2 separate regions of the Rattus norvegicus genome follow, and region 1 is linked to region 2. Evidence: chromatin contacts called from public Hi-C data. All regions are on one chromosome and are shown on one strand. Each heading gives the region's core, a stretch centred on a gene start, on an enhancer-like site or on the middle of the called end of the contact. The rest is flanking DNA. Distances are from core to core; before and after follow the strand shown.

What was found. Hi-C and Micro-C count contacts between places; a contact is called where the count stands out from the background.
Region 1: a contact with region 2 is called in a Hi-C map of Schwann cells, with 6 times the contacts expected there. The contact joins the enhancer-like site here to the promoter of Phlda1 in region 2. A contact is called at or near these places in 3 of 12 Hi-C or Micro-C datasets (the A7r5 cell line, Schwann cells and mammary epithelial cells) and 1 of 1 datasets of contacts at active chromatin or transcription factors (oligodendrocytes).

The regions. Positions count from the first base shown.
Region 1 is chr7:49,174,595-49,178,237 of GRCr8, forward strand. No RefSeq gene overlaps it. Among named protein-coding and RNA genes, the nearest start is that of Krr1, 190 kb to the right of the region's middle. Within about 2 kb of position 1,612, at least 10 of the 93 cell types and tissues checked have an H3K27ac peak or open chromatin away from gene starts, as enhancers often do. A contact at or near this core is called in Schwann cells, where this site is marked.
Region 2 is chr7:48,851,327-48,855,056 of GRCr8, forward strand. It overlaps Phlda1 (pleckstrin homology-like domain, family A, member 1), which reads left to right and starts at 2,364. Exons shown (of 2, transcript NM_017180.2): 1 at 2,364-3,611. The coding sequence starts at 2,365. The coding sequence ends at 3,585.

The DNA.
Region 1 (3,643 bases), core at 362-2,861, 320 kb after region 2:
GTACTTGACCTTGTTATGTTAAAAAAAGAACGTATCCATCTGTAGCCTCGAACATTTTGAGAAGCCTGTATCCTGTCACACCATACAAAGAGCTATGGTTCGAGTGAAAATCAGGCTACATTGCAAATAAGGACAAATAAGCAAGTCCCACGAGACAATTTTATTTTGCCTTTGCTCCCAGATTTAGTTTTCAAGCACCAATCTTAATAATAACCTTGATATTTGATGATCTAAAAAAAAGAGAAAGAAAAAAATGGGGTTTAGAGGAAAATCAACAGTGCAGACTTTAAATACCCAGGTAGACGTGAGCCCATCCGGCTCGCTTTTCCTATGGGCTCACTCCCAGAGTCACTCAGCAGCCTAGTTTGTGAAGTAAATGGTGCAAAGAATGATTCCTAACAGCTCGCTCTTCTCTTTCCTCAGCCCATGTCAGAGATGCCACAAGCAGGGTTTCTCACCCCTGCCACACAGCTGGAGGAGCGAGACTTTCTTATAAGCAGCTAATTCAGCTGTCCCGGTTGATCTGCTTCAATTAGAGACAGCTAACTTTAATTTCCACATTCCAGTAGAAAGGGGCTGCCCTTTTACACTGAGCCAACAGACCGTGGTCCTGACTCAGGCTGTCACTTCTCTGCCATAAAGGGAACACCCAGAGAGTCATTCAGGATGAACAAGGAAATTTGTCTTACTGGCCCTTATGGCATGGAGCAATGGAGCAAGAGACCACTTCATAGTAAGACATGGGCCAAGTGCTAAACCAGGGGTGCGTTTATTTAGTGAGGAGGTGACTAACTCGTTGGGCTCAATGTTTAATGTCTGCACACACATTCTCCTGTACTTTTGGACGTTTTGAGGTATTGCTAGACTAAACTGTTGGCAAACCGCAGATGCTTGGTGCCTTCCTTCCTTGGTTTATACACTGGCTCATTTTTGTATACACATGACGTTTTCAACCTTGCCAGACACCATCGCTCAAATGGCATTACAAAGAAGCAGAAGACAGCTCCATAATCAGAGACATCCCCGTGCCATAGTGGAAAGGTAGTCAGACAGAAAGGGATGGGCAGTTCCCACCAGCATTTGGACTGCAAAGCCTTCTGGGTAAGTGGAGAGAGATCACCTGTGGGTCTAAATGAACATATGCAGATATATCTAGTGTAAAGTGGAGGGCTTTGTGTTTTGGGCTCTCAAACCTAAGGATGTCAAACCTCATCCCCAAGGCAGATAACTGATGGCTATTTTGATCATATATATATATATATATATATATATATATATATATATATATATATATATACACACACACACACACACACACATACATATATATATCATATATATCATATACGCCATATACATACACACATACACATATACATCATATATATCATATACCACATACACACACACACACACACACACACACACACACACATATTTTAAGGTTCTGGGTTTGAAAAGGAATTAAGGAATCTTCCATTCTCTATGATCAGGAAACCCATCCCAAAAGACCAACCAATCTTTTAAAGAGACCAGAGCAATAGCATCGGTCAGTAAAGACGCCTCACCAGCAGGCTAACTGCACACAGAGCAGCCTTTCTTCTCCAGCTGAAGTCCTGCCAAGGGGTGTGCCATGCCCCCAGCTCTGCTCTCCCCCCAAGAAAAAGAGTTTTGTGTAGTATTCGCTTCTCTATAACGTCCCTGTTTTCTGAGGAAATGCCACTTGTGATTTTTTTTTTTTTACAAACACGAGTCAAGGCGGCACATACCATCCCCTCCACCCTGTGAGGACTTTCATCTCTTGACCTATTTTACTGTTGTCAGAGCTGAAGACAGAAAGACATTTTTGTCTAATAGAGGTTCTATTGGGGCCCAAACCTTACCTCCTTCATTAAAACCAAACTAGGACTTCCTATGAAGTAAATCACTAAATTCAAAACATTATGACAATTGGTTGGAACCCGATGTTTTTAAAAGCAAGGTGCAAACCACATTTAGTTCTATGTGGTCAGGTATGAAATTCAATTCTGGAATTAGGTTACCCTAAGCTACATTAAATGCGTTTTCCAGGGAATTATGTGCCCCTATGGGAATGGGGGGGGGCTGGGATTGAAAAACTATCATTCTGGGGGCTACACAGAGAGTGTACCCTTCTTATTGGTTCAGTGGTTGGATCAGCACCCTATTGACCAGATATAGAGGGATGTTCCTGATATAACATGAAGCTTGTGACTTAGATCCACTGGCCACAGGCATGTGCTTGGTTTTGTGTGCTGGCCCATGATTTCTTAGGTTCCTACTTACACCCAAAAGGGTGAGATTCTCGGTTGGCTGGGTAGAGGAAACCTTGCAGTTTGGCTGAAGAACAGAGGAGGTTCAGGCAGACTGAAATCCTGATCCTGATCTCATCATTGCTGAGTTCCTGCCCACGAAAATAACTGAGCAGCAATTCCAACTTCAATTTGAGCCTCATCCTGGGATGGGTCCAACTCACCTACTCAAGGGTATAGAAACACAAAGGAACGGATGTTCTCAAATCTGTGTGTTAAGCTCATTCCTGTCCAGCATAAAGATCTGGGCTCCAAACTCCCTCCTCCTGATGTCTCCTATTTTCCCTCTTTCTTTCTGGCTTTAGAAGAAAACATGCTAGTTCTCTTGCACAGTGGAGTGCTCATGAGCTTGCCAAACCAGACTTTAAGTATGGCCATATGTTGGCTTTGAACTTTAGGCACATTTCAACCTCTTAGGGCCCTGTTTGTGAAATTACAGTGAATAGTGTAGTCTAGAGAAGAAAAATTATCTTTAGAAACCGAGAAAATGGGTTTGAAACTAGTTCCTTAGCCTCTGTAACCAGAACAAAAAGTATTTAGTTTATACGAGGATCAAATCTCTGTCTTACAAGTTCATAATGGTTGAATGGAAAGTAGCTAGGAAAAGCAGTTGATCTGCTGCAAGAAACACATGAATATTAGTTTCTTTGTTCATCCTCTGTCACTTTGATGGGATCCAAACTCCTTTGATTCTTGAAAAGTCAAGGTCTTCTTATCATGCTATCAATAAGTTCTTTCAACTGAAGAATTAGAATAGATCAGAGAGCATTTACCTGTCTTGCTCAGAGGAAGGGAATTCTATGGCGGTAGAAACCCAGGAAAACACTTATCGACAGCTTAAGGAGATACCCTGTGTTACCATGAGCTCTTACACAATGCGGCTTCCCCACTGGTCTCTGCACAGACATCTAGTCTGACTCCCCTGGCACACAAGCCACCTTGATAGAATCACCCAGGACAATCTCTTCTTGGTCCGCCCACTACAGACATCATTTAAAACTTGGCAAGCCTTTACCTGTGTTCTCAGGTTTGACGGCCACTCTTCTGTGATGGTTCAGTATTTAGTGAGATGAAGGTTCCTGAAGGTAGTTTGCTCTGCTTCCCCTGCTGCACAGAGAAGGTCATCATTAGCAAGCTGCCATCTTGGGGACTTTGGGGGAGCAGTGGGGAGTGCGTATTAGTGACTCGTCTTTAGATGCAGCTGCTTGGACTCTCCCCTGGCGTACCTAAATTACATGTAATTGTTATTTTCTTTACGCCCATGAGGCATTTTGATATTTAGGGGTTGGGAAAATGAAGACTGGAGGGGACGG
Region 2 (3,730 bases), core at 1,114-3,613:
AACTCCGACATGCTGACCTGTCCTACAGAGGTAGGGGAAACTAAGGTGGTTAATAATCAGAATTACAAATCTATTCTTGGTATGCACCAAGATATTGTTAATGCATAATCACATTAGAAATCTTTACTTGGGCTGGAGACATGGCTCAGTGGTTAAGAGCACTGACTGCTGTTCCAGAGGTCCTGAGTTCAAATCCTAGCAACCACACGGTGGCTCATAACCATCTGTAATCAGATCTGATGCCCTCTTCTGGTGTGTGTGAAGACAACTATGGTGTACTCATATAATAAATAAATCTAAAAAAAGAGAAATCTTTCCTTTTTTGGATTAAAAAAAAAAGCATTGAAAAAGCCCTGAAATACAAGCCAAATTTAAAACTCATTTAAAGTTATTTTTGAACTGGTCCATTTGATCAGAACCTTTAATGAACTATTTAATGAAGGTTCAAGAACCCTGTTTTTTGCCCCACATGTGGCCCATACATATACTGCCACCAAACTAGATAAGATGGATGAAGCAAAGAAGTGCAGGCTGACAGGAACTGGATGTAGATCTCTCCTGAGAGACACAGCCAGAATATGGCAAATACATAGGTGAATGCCAGCAGCAAACCACTGAACTGAGAACGGGATCCCAGTTGAAGGAATCAGAGAAAGAACTGAAAGCTTGAAGGGGCTTGAGACCCCATATGAACAACAATGCCAACCAACCAGAGCTTCCAGGGACTAAGCCACTACCCAAAGACTATACATGGACTGACCCTGGGCTCCAACTGCATAGGTAGCAATGAATAAAGCCTAGTAAGGGCACCAGTGGAAGGGGAAGCCCTTGGTCCTGCCAAGACTGAACACCCAGTGAACGTGATTGTTGGGGGAAGGGTGGTAATGGGGGGAGGATGGGGAGGGGAAGGCCATATAGAAGGGGAGGGGGAGGGGTTAGGGGGATGTTGGCCCGGAAGCGGGGAAAGGGAATAACATTCGAAATGTAAATAAATACTCAAGTTAATAAAGATGGGGAAAAAAAGAAAAGAAAAAACCTATTTTTAAAGGGACTCTTCTGCTAGCTCTCAGATTAAGTTCGAATTTCTTAGCAGGACACACAAAAACATGTGCGTAATTCATCCTCTCCATTTTCTTCAATTGGATTCTTGACTTCTCGCAGTGTGGCAGCAGCCCTTGTTTGACCGAGACTGTTTTATCCTATCTCTTTATTATGAGAGAAGACTTAGAGGTTATTTTCCTAAACTGGAGACTATTTTTCTTTTTTTTTTTTTTTTTTTTCGGAGCTGGGGACCGAACCCAGGGCCTTGCGCTCTACCACTGAGCTAAATCCCCAACCCCTCAAACTGGAGACTATTATCCATGCCTTTTATTCTACCTTATCAGGAAGCAGTGTCTGAAAGGTTTAAATGCAAGACTGGGACTAGGACCTTCCCAGAGTCAGATACCCATAGGTGTTTATAGGATATTCGCCAAGGCTTATGTGTGGGATCTCCCAGTACTGGACAACTGCCTACCCTGCTACTGCTATGGACTGACTGCAAGGTCTGATCTGAAAGGAAACCTGAGGAGCTAGAGAAATTGCAGCCCTAGCAGAGGACCCTCGTTCAATTCCCAGAACCTGTAGGGTGGGTCACTACCGGTTCCAGGGACCTGCTGATTTCTGACCTGCATTCACATACAATATACGTACTATGTAATGTATACACACAAGCAAAATATAAACACGAAAACCAACAAAGCAAAACAAACACCCCCTCCCCCCAACAAATAAAACCACGAGAGCTTGGTGAGTCTGGCTATTTTGCCTGTGCCCTGTGTTGGAAAAGGAAGTCAAGAATATATACCTGGAGCGAGTCCACCCTTCTTTTCCTGCCACTACATCAAATCCTCAGCTTTATTGTTTTGACTTTGCTAATTTCTCCAGGAAGGATTATTTAATGACTGAAAAAAGCTCGAAGCACACTTGGGCTTTGTTCCCTGAGGTGTTTACATAGGTATGGGGGGAAATGCACACTATGGAACTGGGTTCCCTAAGTTTTATGCCTTGGTCTGGAACCGGCTCCGCGCTAACCCCAGGGATGGCTCCCCAGGCCTGCCTGGATCTGCTACTCGCCCCCGCAGCGGAGAGCCCACCCGCCTGGGAAGGGCGGGACTGTGGGGTTGGCCTTTCGGCGCCCTCTGGGCGTCGGCAGTCGCCGCCCGGCAGCCGCGGCGACCTCAGCGACCGCGTGGAGCCGCCAAGAGTTTCCGGAGCCCGGCTTCCAGGCGGCGCGGGAGGCCGTGGGCGGCGGGGCGGAGCCGGCGGGGGCGGAGCCAGCGGCGGGGGCGTGTCCACGGCGGGCACTGGGAAGGCCCCAAGTTAATGAGGCGTACGCCGGCTGCCGAGCGCCTCTCGGAGCTGGGTTTTCCCCCGCGGCGCGGGAGCCAGGAGCCGCCTTTTCCGCTGGGTGTCACTCGGGGGTGGGGAGGGTGGCCCATTGAAAAGCGCTGCGAGGGGCCCCGGCCAGTGCCCTTCAGTGAGCGCTCCGCGGAAGACGGCAGAGAGCAGCCCGCTCACGGCTCCGGGATCTTGTGGCGGGTCAGGACTCGCCTGTCCCTCTGCCGGGACCCCGAGCCACCGCCGCCACCGCCACCGCTCTGTCTCCTGCGAGTCAGCCTTCTCTGTGCGCTCCGGGCAGGCGGCCGCGGAAGCCGCTGGAGCGAGGACAGCGCACGGCTGCTACTGCTACCCCCAGCCGGAGCGTCTGGAAGCCTAAAGGCCGAGCGGAGCAGCAGCACCCCTTATGCCGGAAGGATGCTGGAGAGCAGCGGTTGCAAGGCGCTGAAGGAAGGAGTGCTGGAAAAGCGAAGCGACGGGCTGCTGCAGCTCTGGAAGAAAAAGTGCTGCATCCTCACTGAGGAAGGGCTACTGCTCATACCGCCCAAGCAGGTACAACATCAGCAGCAGCAACAGCAGCAGCAACAGCCCGGGCAGGGGACAGCCGAACCGTCCCAACCTAGTGGCCCCGCCGTCACCAGCCTTGAGCCACCAGCCAAGCTGAAGGAATTGCACTTTTCCAATATGAAGACTGTAGACTGCGTGGAGCGCAAGGGCAAGTATATGTACTTCACTGTGGTGATGGCGGAGGGCAAAGAGATCGACTTTCGGTGTCCCCAGGACCAGGGCTGGAACGCAGAGATCACGTTGCAGATGGTGCAGTACAAAAATCGTCAGGCCATACTGGCGGTCAAGTCTACGAGGCAGAAGCAGCAGCACCTGGTCCAGCAGCAGCCTCCGCAGACGCAGCAGATCCAACCCCAGCCCCAGCCGCAGATCCAACCCCAGCCCCAGCCGCAGATCCAGCCTCAACCCCAACCCCAACCCCAACCTCAGCCCCAACCCCAGCAGCAGCCCCAGCCCCAACAGCTCCACTCCTACCCGCACCCGCATCCTCATCTTTACCCTCACCCTCACCCTCACGCGCACTCGCACCCGCACCCGCACCCTCACCCTCATCCACACCAACTCCAGCATGCGCACCAGCCTCTCCACTCGCAGCCACAGGGCCACCGGCTTCTCCGCAGCACCTCCAACTCTGCCTGAAGAGGGCGGCACCCGGGCCACTCAAGGTAAGGTCCTGGCAACTTGGGACTCCTAGAAACCTGCCAGCATGACTGTTGGGAAGAGAGGAAAGCTTGTTGACCGGTTCCGCTTCCGAAGCAAAGTAAAAAGAAATCGTTTCAAGTTT